3 separate regions of the Gossypium hirsutum genome follow, and regions 1 and 2 are each linked to region 3. The links are chromatin contacts, called in public Hi-C maps. All regions are on one chromosome and are shown on one strand. The core of a region is the stretch at or near the end of the contact, and the rest is flanking DNA. Distances in the headings are between cores, read along the strand shown. Region 1 holds the start of LOC107916712. Region 2 holds the start of LOC107942923. Region 3 holds the start of LOC107945836 (cytokinin hydroxylase).

Region 1 (4,401 bases), core at 810-3,309, 200 kb after region 3:
CGAGATTTTCAAAAGATCTATCAATATTTCAAATAGATCGATTGATCGAATTAAAGATTAAAGGTTGGAGATTTGTACGGCAGGGTTACTAAATCGAATCATAGGAACGAGGTGTACTTACCGTTTATTAGCAAGAATAGAGATGTTATTGACGACAATTACTAAACTTGTAGAAGAATGATTGAATGATGATTTTTTTTATTTAGGTAAGAAAAATACTTGACAAAATAAAAAGATGGAAAATATAATGCAAAGAAGAGGAAAGAAAAGAAAAAAGAGAGAGAAGACGGCAAAATTCTAATAGGAATTGAAATGTAACAAAATGCCAAGTCTAATTAGGAAAAGATGGTTAAATACATAGGGTTTAGAAACCCTAAGGGGCGGCATGGTAAATATCCTAATTTTGTTGAAATTAAAAAAGGAAATGGAAGGGGGATTGGATGATTGGAACTCGAGTCACTTGAGGGGATACTAGTGCTTTAACTGTTAGGCTTGAGGTGACTTTTATATTAAGTTGCTAAAAATAATAAAGGAAAGAAATGGTCAAAAAATAGCTTGAACTTGGATCTCTAGGGAGGTTACTAAACACTCAACCATTCAACCGTATACATTTTCTTATTAATGTATTACGATTAACCCCCTATATTTTAGGGTGTGACATAGTTGAATCTATCAAGTCTTCAATTCCCGTTTTGACCAGTTTGTCCAATTTGATCAAATAAATTATTGAAAATTCATACAAGTAAAAATATTTTAAAAATAGAGAAAACCGATTAAACCAAGTTTTTAGCTCGGTTCAACCAGGCTATATTGGGTCAATTAGTTCAACCGGTATCTCAACCGGGTTCCCAGTCCAACCTATTCAACCGACCAATCTAGTTCTGAAAACATTGGTTTTGATTCATAAAGGAACTTTTTCAATCTTGCCAGGTCAAGCAAAGAGACGGTGAAATTTTAAAACAAAATTAATCGCTAGCATCTCAATCTCAAAAAGGTGAATTTTGAGTATTTTTAATATTATTAGATATTATAAAAGAAAAAGAATAAAAAAATAAAGAGAGAAAAATAATGTAAAAGAAAAAAAATTCAAAATAATTTTTAACTATATAACATTTAGATCTAAAATGTGTACCAAAAACATAGTTGAGGTAAAAATGTTTTAAAATTAACTTAGTTTGACGAACAGTTAACCTAATATGGAAAAAAAATTAATAGTTTAGGTTCTAGTTGTTAAAAAAGATATTAAGCACCAAAATGTAAAAAAGTCGTATAATTGAAGTAGTGAATTAAACATGTAAATAATAAGAGAGACTTGGGTTGTCCTTAACCGTCATCAGCCATACCATACGCGTACTCTGAACTCTCTGGCTGCCTAGCATGCAGCTTTTTATGATTTCATATACATACACATCTCACATTCAAAGACCACTGCCTCTGCCCTTCACATCCATTTATTACACCGTAGTTTTACATCAAGGCAGTACAGATCAATGATTATGATTTGATTTGCAATTTTACATCAAAACAAAGGAATAAATCATTATGGATATATGAATGAATAAAATAAGAAGCAGTTAAGGAAAAGCCAAAAGCAACATAAACAAAGTCTAATAATCCTAGTGCTTTTGGGTAGTTTTATGATACTTGTCTTTGATCCATTGAAGCCCCGAAGAGGTTCCTTGTTTGACCTTCTTCATCCCAGTTGAAGCCACAGCTTTGGTCTTCTCAAGCCCATCCCCGACCTTCTGCTTGTACTTGGCGGTTGCCCCACCGCTGCTGCTTTTCTTCTTGTTTGCAGCACCGTTGGAAGCCGCTGGATCGCTGTAGTCCCATTGGTCTGCCCAGGATGATCCATTGCCGTACGAGTTGTTTCCTTCCATTTGCTCTTTTTTTTTCTTTTCTTTTCTTTTCTTTTCTTTCTGTATTGATAGATTGAAGGGGGGCGGGGTTCGGTTTTCAGCTGAGAATTCTAAGAATAATAATATAGATTGAATTTAGGCAAGGATTGGGAAGTATTTTGTTAGGGAGGAAGGCGTGCTTTGAATTTGATGGGAACTCAAGTCCCTATTTTATAGGCGTTAATCCAACAAAGAAAACTGGGCTGTATCCAGGAATGGGACCCAGCTGCAATTAATCAATTTGTATTATTATATTACCTATAACCGAAATGCCAAAAATAACCTCCTTTTTATCTAATGCTTTCTTAGTATACTAGGTTTTGTAAATTAAAATAAGGCCATTTTTTAAAATTTTTATAAGCAAATGTTTTATTTATTTTTATTTTTTAAAAGATAATTATTTAATACATTAATTGTGTAAAATTTTAACTTCACAAGTGATTGAGATTTTGTCATGCGACAAAAATTAAAAATATACATATGTGATAAAATCTTAATTCCATTTTTGAAGATAAATATTTTCATAGCTTATATACAAAATATTTAATTTTTTTTAAAATACAATTTAAGAATACATGACAAAAATTCTAACTCCACTTATAAAAATTGTTTTTTATAAAAGTTATTATCTAACCTTTTTGTTGCCTTTTACCTTAAATTTTTATTATCATTGATAGTAAAGAGGATAAAGGATATTTAAAAAAGAAAAAGCAGGAAGGGTAGTGTAGTCAAACGCATAAACTTCAATAAATTAATAAAAAAGAAGAAGCGCGTAGTTATATTGGGGTTCTGGAATTATCCAAAAAAAAAAATAGGGTGGATTAATTTGACCGTGATCTCTTACGTTACACGGTTACGCAGGATGTATGGAAAGTTCTGTTTAAGAAGCTTCCGCAATCGTCATTGCGTATGCCTTCGCCTTTTGATTTTATATACATCTTCAAACTAGAAAACATAATATATTATTCTCGTCCAACTACTCTTACATTGCCACCTTTATATACGTTGGACTGTTCTAACTCAGAATTCAGGTACTTTCTAGAAAACATGCTATTTAAACACTGCTACCAAAAACGCTGCCGTCGTTTGGTCCTCTGCCACCGGCTTCATTTTGAGCTGGTACCAATAATAACATTCCCAAAACCAAAAACATGTCACTCACATTCTAAATCCAATTAAAAAAAATATGTCACTAGTAAATTTTTAAATTTAAAAAATTAAAAATATTTATTAAATTATTTGATAGGTTATATTTTGATCGTTCAATTTTTTAAAATTACAAACTGATCAGTACATTATTTGAAAATTTTATTTAAGTATTGACTTGTTAAATCTTTAATGGATGACTAATGTGACTATTAAATTAATGTTTATATAATATAATATATTAATAATATTATTTATATAATTTTCACCTGGCTTAAAAAAAATAGTTCGGGTGCTTTTTTATCCTTTAATGAATTAACCTAATCTAAATTACTTTGTTTTAGGTTTTTTTTAAGAACGTCCTTAATGATTTTAGTATTTTTAGAGAAAATAGATTATGATTTAATAATTTAGTGACTTAAATAAAAAATTTTAAATAATTCAATGACTATTTTATAACTTTTCAAAGATAATTGATCAAGCTGCAAACTTACTGTAATCACTGAATTTTGTCCGGCTCGTTTTTTTTTAAATTTCAAAAAAAATACAAAAAATAAAAAATTATATTTTAACCCCTAAACTTTTTGAAATTGCATTTTAACCCCTAAATTTCATAAAATTACATTTTGACCCATGAACTTTTTAAAATTACGTTTTGACCCCTAAACTTTCTCAAAATTTTGTTTCAGCCCCAAAAATTTTGCTTCATTTACAAATTGGTCCTTCTGTCAGAAAATCCCCAATAATCAGGTGGATTTCGTGCACCTGCCCCACGATTTCCCGCCGGCCTAGGGCATGGCCTTCCCCACTTGCTACCTGCAAAAAAGAAGCAAAACCAACTATAAAAAGGAGTTTAAACTCCAAAAATCGAAGGCCCCCCCCGGCGAATCAAAAAAGAAAAAGAAAAAGAAAGTTTCAAAAAAAATTTCAGCAGCAAAAAGAAAGAGGAGAAAGAGAAAGAGGAAAGAAAGGAAGAGAGGGGAGGAGCGACGGTGGTGCAACCAAGGCGTAAAGAAGAAGAAGAAGAAGAAGGAAGAAAAAAGAAGAAGGAAGAAAAAAGAAAAAGAGAAAAGAAAAAGAAAAAATAATAATAAAGCAGTCGGGTCGAACCGACCCGACCCGTCCGGCTCAAAACCCAACCCGAGCAGAAGACCCGACCCAGCAGAAGCCCAAAGCAGCCCAAAAAAATAAAGAAAAAACAAAGCAAAAAAAAAATAAGCAGCAAAAAAAAAAGGGGGCAGGCCAACAGCAGGCCCAATTCCAGCAGCCCAACAGCAGGCCCTAGCCCAACAGCCAGCCTGTCCAGCAGCAGCCTAGCAGTGCAGCGGCCCAAACCAGCGCAGCCCAACAGCAGCCC
Region 2 (4,586 bases), core at 1,287-3,786, 220 kb before region 3:
AATCTTGAACCCTTTGTTACACAGAATACTCGCGGAAACTAAATTCTTTCTCACATCAGGAACATGCAACACATTAGTCAAAGTTAATATCTTTCCAAATGTGAAGTTGAGTTCCACCGTCCCTTAATCGAGTGCCTTAACCGATTGATAGTTACCCATAAGCACTTTACGGTTTGCCACTAGATCATAACTCTTGAATTATTGTTGGTCTTTACACACATGGACAGTAGCTCTAGAGTCGAGCCACCAGTTACAAGACTTATCGGTCCTGGCTATGTTGAGTTCAGTAATCATACCAATTTCCAAACTCTCGATCCCTTCAGTAACCATGGTCACTAAGTCCATGTCCTCCACCATATTGGCTTTAGAAGTTTTGGCATCTTGCTTTTTTTTTAGAAGTTTGCAATTTTTAATATAGTGTCTTTTCTTATTGCAATTATAACAATTGTGAGATTTTTTCTTCTTGTCTTGCACGTCCTTGGTCTTGGATATAGCCTTTCGTTTACCATTTCGAGAGTTCTTAGACTCGTTCACATGGTTCACTTTAGAACTTTGAGGAAGATACACTGCATCACGCTTTCGAGTTTCCTCTTAAATACGCAAATGACTAAGTATTTTCTCCATAGTGAAGTCCTATGCCGTATGTAGAAGTTTCTTCCGATAATTGTTCCAAGACGAGAGTAACTTTGAGATGATAGCCCCGACTTGTAACAATTTCGGAATAACAACTCTCAAGTCACGGAGCCTACTTATAAGGACTGGTAATTCATGGACTTGATCCATGATCGGGATACTATCAAGCATTTTGAATTCAAAATACTTCATCATTAAAAATTTATCAGTACCTTGTCACTTGATGTTTTATTTCTCTTCAAGAGCTTTACATATTTCCACTGAGGATTGCATCGACATGTAGAGATCATACAATCGATCAGACAAGGTGTTGAGGATGTGTCCTCAACATGTGAAATTGTCTTCTTCATGTTTCTTTTTGAGTTTGGCCACTTTCACAATTTTCTTGGGGTTTGCATTAGGGGTGGGATCCTCCAAGGGTTGTAGGTTTGGATCCAGAATGTACGCCACATTTAAGACAGTAACAAGGAACAACATCTTGTCCTTCCAGCGATTGAAGTTTAAACCATCAAATCGATCAAGTTTCACAAACTCTTGGTTCATCACTTTGAATGCGGTGGTAGTCTCCGTCGCCATCTCCAAATTAGTTCTCTTTGAATGTTGAATATATTGAGCGGAGAAGATAGATCCAGAGGCGATATTGAACTAAACAATAGACTTCGAGGCGCAGGTGACGCTTTCCAGAGAGAACTATTTACCCCCACACAAAGTTGCTAGATAGTTAAGACAAAAGTCCTCACGGGATACAACGAAGCTTTTGAATTTCCTTTTATTAGCGAAATCGAGGAATTCCCTAACTCTTACTCTAATTTCTGAAAATAGGATTGATTGTAATAATTTTTGTGGGCACTATAGACCCTCTATTCATACGCACTCAATGGATCCTATTTTGAAGAGTCATAGCCTTTCATGTTGGACATAATTCTTAGAAGAAATATGTCCCATGGAAATGTATCCATTGAATGATAAATCATCACTTTCTAAATTTGAATAAGTGCTCATCAATAAGTAAATTTGCAATCTACAATTTCCAATAGTTGATAACGGGAAAAGGATATACCGGTCTAGTGTGGCTAAAATAAAAAAGTAATAGAAGCTTTCATTTGACAATTGGAATAAAAAAAATGGTGGTGTAGGACAATGATCGAAAAGGACAAAAAAGGAAAAGGAAAAGAAAAAGAAAAGTTAAAAAAATAAACAAAAAAATTAAATTGCTGAAAAAGAAAAAGAAAAAGAACTACTTGTGCAATTTGACCTAAAATTTTCATCGAAAATGTTGATATAATGTGCCACATTAGTTTACTATTAGACTGCTAATGACCAAAATGTAACAAATTGATAACGTTAGTGATCATATCACAACTTTCGATAACATTAGTGATCATATTGTAACTTTTTTAGTATTTGGTGACCAAAACATAATTTGAACCATACATAAGTGGCTAAGTTTATAGTTTACCTAATATAAAAATATTCTTAGAATAATATTTGTTATTTTTAAAAAAATGGTTTTTATGGTTTTTTAAACTTAGTCAAAATTTTTACATAAGCTTAAATAGATGGTATAAAAAACATATTTTTTTTCTAGAATTGAATTGCATAAACTATTTAATATATAAAATAGCGATTTGGCTCGAGGAATATCCAAACTTCATTCATAAATGAGCACTACACAAATATCTAAATGCAACAATACTATTATTTAAATTTTGAATTGAATTGGAATATGAGAAGGATCATATATGTAATTTAATTTATTTTTAAAGCATACTCTCCTAGAGATTTAAACTTGGGTGTAAGATGTTAATCCAATTAATAAAATTATTCATAGCCCAATAAGAAATTTTTTAAAAAAATTGCTTAAATATTTTTATATTAGTTTTTATTTCTTTTCGCCACATAGTTGTGCTTTTAAAAGTTTGAAGCAGTCAAATAATGAAATTACTAATTCAAAGAACGAATATGAAATCACAATTTTTGTACCCTTCCCACCTTTAATAATATATAATTCATCCTCGCCTTAGCATGCTCTCTTCTTCCTCGTGGCACCCCCCCTTTCTGTGCTTTTATTCTTCCAAGGGTTCCATCAGGTAACGTGAAAAAATTCAAATATCCATCCTTAATTTTTTATATGTTCACAATTTTTTGGTGTGCAGATCTGGGTTTCTGTTTTTCTTTCCTAGTTTTATTCTGTTAAAAACTATTCTGTTTCTTAGTCAAAGTTCAAAGCGTTTCTATAACAGATCTGAAAAGTTTTAATCCCTAACAGTTTGGATTTCCAGTATCGGTTTCTCATTCTTAGTTTTTATCTCTTATTTAATCCCTTCAATTTCTTATTAATCCGGCATTCTTTTATTTATTTTGAAAATGCAATTAACCCCAAGTTTTGAAGATCTTTATTTGTAATCTTATTGAGTTTGGGTTTCCTTTTCTTTTTAAAGATTTAACTGAAATCTTGGTGTTGATTTGCTGTGGGGGGTGTGTTTGAATAGGCCTTCTTTCTTAAGCTTTGGGTTTTCAAGATGAATCATTGCAATCTTCAGCAGAACGCCACCGTTTCGGCTTACGAAGAGTTGAGAGGGTTTATCTCAATCACTGATCATCAAAAGGGCGGTGCCGTTGTTTGCACCAAGCCTCGGCGAATTCAGGTCCTCGCCAATAACCCTACCAAGCCATTGAGATTGCATATGAGGTCTAATTTTGTTCTCTGGTTGATTTGACCTGCTTTTAGGGACTCTCGTTTAATTGATTTGTCCTTTCAATTGCAGTCATCAAGCCGAGGTAAGCGATTCGAAAGCTGGTGCAGACCTTCTTGATATCATCCTCAATAAGGTATCAATATCATTCAATCTTAAGATTCTTCTTGCTTGCTGATTAAATTAATTTTTCTTTACATACTCGTATCAAACACATATATTAATGGTTTATTTTCAAAGATGGAATTGTTTTTACTCTGTTGGTTGTTAATATATGTTTTGGTCGTTTTTATAGGAGGATTTAGGGACAGAAGAAGAACAATCTATAGCATCATCACCTCCGTTTTTTTGTGGGTCGCCTCCAAGTAGGGCTGCGAATCCACTTGTGCAAGATGCTCGGTTCGGAGATGAAAGGCTTGCACAAGCCCTTTCGACTTTGGAGATTCCATCTCCATCTTCGCCGTCGTCATTGGCACGTAAAGGAGGGTGTGTTAGGATGAAATTTGGCCTTAAACCGGCCGCAGTTAGAGTGGAAGGATTTGATTGTCTTAACAGGGATCGCCAAAATTCCATCCCTGCTACGCCTTAGAACTTAAATTAAGAATCCAAGTGTACATAGAAGGAAGTTAAGTGCCAGCACCATTTCAGAAAAAGGAAAAAGAGAGCCAGGATTAAGAAGGAAGTTTTGGATATATTTTGGGGGGAAGAAAGAGAGAATTTCTGTTTAGTAATGTATATATGGATATGTTTGGGGTCTAACAGCATGGGATCATGCAGGGATCCAGCAATGCTTGTTTAGTAATATAAATATATGTAAGATTTGGGTCAATATGGATTGATATATTTGTTTTGGGGAGATCACCATGGGAGAAATCTGTATAGATCCTGCGGCTGGTGATTTGATTTTTTTTTTTGCATAGTTTAAATTGCTCTGTAAATTACCTATGGTTTAATGATATATTTCTTGATTATCATTGATTTTTAAGTGAGGTATGGATTCGGATATTTATTATTCAAAGATGAATTAATTTCATGGATTACAGATTTTGTAATCCAAATCTGTTGCGCGGATTCGTTTTACAATCCTTGATGATGGTACAGAATATATTTTAATATCTATATTATTCTTGGAATGGTTGATTTTAAATTGAGTTTTAATTTATTTAAAAATAGCTAAATCAACTTTTTCAAAGAATTTTTTCTTTTTTTATGTTTTTATATAAAATCAATAAAACTTGATACGAGAGGTTCTTTGGG
Region 3 (4,338 bases), core at 1,170-3,669:
GACGGAAAAGGTGGCTTTAAACTATAGTTTAGTTGTGTGTTATGAAGCACCCTCGATTAACTACTTAAAAACCCTTCTCACTCTTCTTCAAAAAAACAAAAAAGTTTTCACTCTTCACTTCCTTTTTCTAGATTTTTTTTTTTCATACCAATGGGTTATCTAAACATCTCGATTTCGAAAACTTGTAGTAATGTAAGTATATATCAAAACTAAATTGTCTACTCAAAGGATTCCACTTCAAAATCAGCCTGCTTTAAGAATTCAATGGCTTCAAATGCACTTGGACTCCATGTTTCGGTTTTAGAGTCATGACAACCACCGGAGCATGGCGGTAACTTTGTGAAATTGTGAAGCTAAACCGTGAGATCAACATAGATAAGATGATCTTAGCTTCCATCATAGCAAAAGATTGACCGATACAATTTCGAGGTCCGGCGGCAAAGGGCATAAAATGTCGACCGGAGGTAAAGGGTCTGGAGTTGAACCTATTAGGATTGAATTCATTCACATCTTTTCCCCATAATTCTTCACAGTGATGTATCGCCAATACTGGTATCCATATCGATAGTCCCTTGGGAATGAAGAGATCTCCTAATTTTATGTTCTCAAAAGCCATCCGTGGCAGGACCGTTGCTGGTGGATAGAGTCTCAATGACTCATTTATAACCATGTGCAGCTACAATATCAAACAAAATGACTTGTATAAGTTAAAGTGTAAATTATAATTTTTAAAATGAAGTCAAATTAATTTTAATTATTATTTTTTAAATATAAATTTATTTTGAAGACTTGACAAGAAGTTTCTTTTAAAAAAAAAAATTGGGCTTACCACAGTTAGTTTAGAGAGTTGATCAACAGAGGGAACTCCGCCATTGCAAACCTCTTTGAGCTCAGCTCGAACCTTATCTTGCCAAGAAGGGTTGGTGGCCAGTAACATGACCGTCCATGTAAGTAAAAGAGCAGTAGTTTCATGGCCGGCAAAGAAGAAAGTTTTGCATTCATCCATTATCAACTGTAGGTTTAGTTTGAATTGGTCTCCTCTCTTCTTTTCCATCTCATTAAGCAAAATACCTAACAAATCATTCCCATATGAACTGCTCCGACCAATTTCTACACAATCTTTTCGGCTTTGTATAATCTCCATCAGTAATCTATCCACCTCCATCTTCAGGGACTTCATTTCTCTGTTATATTTTGTTGGGAAAAACCTGAAAATGAAATTAATGAGTACATTCTCTCTTTCATTTCATACTACCTAGACCGAATCGGAAAAGGGAAAATACTCACCGGCTTCCTGGAAAGCACAAGTGCCTGCTTGCTTGAGCGCAAAGGTGTTGCAGAGATGTCAGAAGATAGAATATTTGTTTCCCTTTCTCATAACTGCTATCGAATTCGGTTCTTGCGATTATATCAGCAGTAAGCCGAGACATGTATGCTCCGATTTCGAACTCGGTTTGACCTGAATTTACTGCATTTTGCAGTGATTGGAGCATCTGCTTAGTGCTCTCCACCATGTGGCCGCAATAACTCTGTTGAAACAAAAAAAGAATTAATTCAATTTCAAACCATCACAACCCAAAACATACATGATTGGATTCGATTAAATTAGATTACCTTAAGCTTATCTCCCATGAATGCTGGAGAAGCAATATGGCGCTGATGGTACCAGTCCCGGTCGTTCGCCATTAACAAACCTCTCCCAGTAAAATGTTTTGAGCCTTGCTGTTGCAGCCATGATTTGCCTGTTACAAGGTGGTGTTTGGTCATCAATTCTTTTATCAGCTCAGTATCTGTCAGACACATCCTTGGCTCCACCCCATGCCAGTATATAAACCTTTTCCCTGTTGAAAAATACCCAGAGGAAAACCGTAAGACTAACACCGAAAACCCCTGTTTTAAGTGTCGCCATGTATGGGAAGATTAATTAAAAATATACGTAAATATACATACCATATGATTTAGACCATTTGACATAATGCGGCAAAAGCCGGCCAACTAGGTCGTGGTGGATGGTTCCCATTTCTTTCGAGGTCGATTGTGAAGTTAGCTTGAACATCTCGAGCATGTTGCCGGTTACTCCGCGGGGTTTCGGGCCACGCACTCCTTGTTTCTCCATGGTTTTCCTTATGCGTCTGGGATTCAGCAGGTAACATGAGATGGTGTCAAACACAAGTTTAAACAACAAGAATATCATGAAAAGAACCGAAAGGGTAATCAGAAACACCACCATAGCAGCCATGGCGGCGATCTCAATTACACGAAAATAAAAAATATATATATAGCCTTCTTTTATCAAATCGGTGTCAAAAGAGAGGACAGTTTTGAAGGGAATGAAAACTTTCCTCGTTGTTTTACTAATGATTTCTAGGAATGAAGTAAATTTATAGTAACCAAAAGGCCATGGTATACATAGTTTAAAAAATCTATTAATATTTGCCTCGTATCTATAAGTCACACGTTAATGTGATATCAATTTTAATAAAAATATAAATATAATTTTGAAAATTCGAGTGGACTTTTATAAAATCTTAAACCTTAATAAAACAAATAGTTTCAACAGCATTGGACTTGAGTCCAATAAAGAAAGCTAATTAAAACAAGAACAAAGCAACAGGATCTAAATCCGCACAAAATTGGCCCATGAAATTTAAAATGAATGAAACAAAAAAAAAAAGGAAACCTGATCCTATCATATACCAGTCGAAATCAACAGCTGGACACCATAAGTCAGTGTCTTTTCACATGACCGTCCCAGCTTTTGATGATAGTAGGTTTCAAAAAAATCTTTTAGTCTTCTGTTACCCATTTCCAACAAAGGCCTACTTTCCTTTTTTCAGTCTGGTAGCCTTGGCCAACTTTTCTCCAGTGCGCGGCGAACATAACCTGGAACACCACCCAATAGATAATGGCCTTCTCCCATTTTTAGTGCCTCTTTCGCAAGAATATAGGTGTATGTATTCTCTGTTTTAGGGATAAAATGAAACCCAATCTCTTGAAAATGGACCTTTTTGCTGTGAATATCTCTGATGAGTGCTCCAATAACCGATCTATCGAAATATGTAGTTTGACATTTCTTTATTACAGTTCTTGAATCTCCCACTATTTCCAGAATACTAAAACCCATAGAAATTCCTAATCGCATGGGTTGTAATCCTGCATATGCCTCCGTCGTAAACGGAGATGCTACATCGGAATGAAGAACCGTCGTTGATACCAAGATCTCGCCCCCCACATCTCGTACTACCAGTCCCAAAGCAAATCTGAAAGATTGTTGGTCGAAGGCTACGTCAAAGTAAATTGCCACACTCGTTCTCCTATCGACATATTTATGGCCTCTATCTACTTTTAAGGTGAGTTTCTTCTCTTCTATGTCGTCCAACTCAGAAATATAACTGTAAATTTGTTTCGAGATGTCCCTACTCGTCATACTTTTCCTTTCATAGATTAACTGATTTCTATATGTCCAGATTAACCAAAGTCCGCAACAAAAAAGGCGATACTGTTTGCTAGTCCCCCGACTAAAAACCCAGGTAAGCCACTCCCATACGCTTTGAATGACATTGAATGACATTATTAAGTACCCAGGAAAGGTTTAAGTACATCCATACCTCCACCATTTTAGGACACTATTAAAATATATGGTTACTATTGTTGTTCCAATAGGGTCGGAAGCGTGTAAATTATTGTACTAAAAAATCACACAAAGTTCAATTCCCAGGGAAGAGAGGTGGATCACAATGATCTCTTAAATACCAAGTCTTTCCTTAGTCAGAATATCCTTCTATAGTAATTTAATAGCACAATTAAATACTACTATTATACCCTCAAATATTGAAAGAAAAATAGGACAAAAAAGAACACAAGAGTTTTAACGATGTTCGGTAAATTATACCTACGTCCTCGAGCACTAACACCAGATGATAACTTTACTATCTCCAAAATATTACAAAAAAAATAGAATTTCTTAAGAATTCTCAAATGGGAGAAGAGAGAAAACTAAGAGAGAAAGATTGGTTGGGATGGTTGAAATAAAAAATGAAAAGGCCTATTTATAGTTGAGGTTCAGGGACTAACTTGCAAATGGCCTAAAAAATTAGGGACCAAAATTGCAATTATCCCATTCAACTTTTCAACATTCGGTGCAACTTGCTCAACCTTTTTAACAAGTTGCTTCCTACCTTTGTTGACTTTTCAACAATCTCCACCTTGAAGATTTGATTAGGATAATCACATCTTCACATACTTCCTTCAACTCCCCAAATTCGATAAAGCTATCTTTTGTAGTGCCTCCAAATGCGCTCTCGAGCGCCATACACCTAAAGGTGCTCAAATTCTCAG

The links. A called contact is a pair of places that touch in the nucleus more often than the background predicts.
Region 1: a Hi-C map of leaf shows a contact between it and region 3, with 1.6 times the contacts expected there. The contact joins the promoter of LOC107916712 here to the promoter of LOC107945836 in region 3. A contact is called at or near these places in 2 of 34 Hi-C or Micro-C datasets (fibers and leaf).
Region 2: a Hi-C map of leaf shows a contact between it and region 3, with 1.9 times the contacts expected there. The contact joins the promoter of LOC107942923 here to the promoter of LOC107945836 in region 3. A contact is called at or near these places in 2 of 34 Hi-C or Micro-C datasets (hypocotyl and leaf).

Annotation. Positions count from the first base shown.
Region 1 is chrD12:9,301,464-9,305,864 of Gossypium_hirsutum_v2.1, forward strand. LOC107916712 reads right to left here and starts at 2,060. Exons shown (of 1, transcript XM_016846062.2): 1 at 1,256-2,060. The coding sequence starts at 1,880. The coding sequence ends at 1,617.
Region 2 is chrD12:8,882,233-8,886,818 of Gossypium_hirsutum_v2.1, forward strand. LOC107942923 reads left to right here and starts at 2,537. Exons shown (of 4, transcript XM_016876651.2): 1 at 2,537-2,723; 2 at 3,126-3,325; 3 at 3,402-3,465; 4 at 3,625-4,300. The coding sequence starts at 3,156. The coding sequence ends at 3,918.
Region 3 is chrD12:9,098,535-9,102,872 of Gossypium_hirsutum_v2.1, forward strand. LOC107945836 (cytokinin hydroxylase) reads right to left here and starts at 2,420. Exons shown (of 5, transcript XM_016879980.2): 1 at 1,951-2,420; 2 at 1,615-1,841; 3 at 1,288-1,529; 4 at 830-1,208; 5 at 237-676. The coding sequence starts at 2,239. The coding sequence ends at 254. LOC107945837 (a long non-coding RNA gene) reads left to right here and starts at 2,724. Exons shown (of 4, transcript XR_001696748.2): 1 at 2,724-3,350; 2 at 3,468-3,530.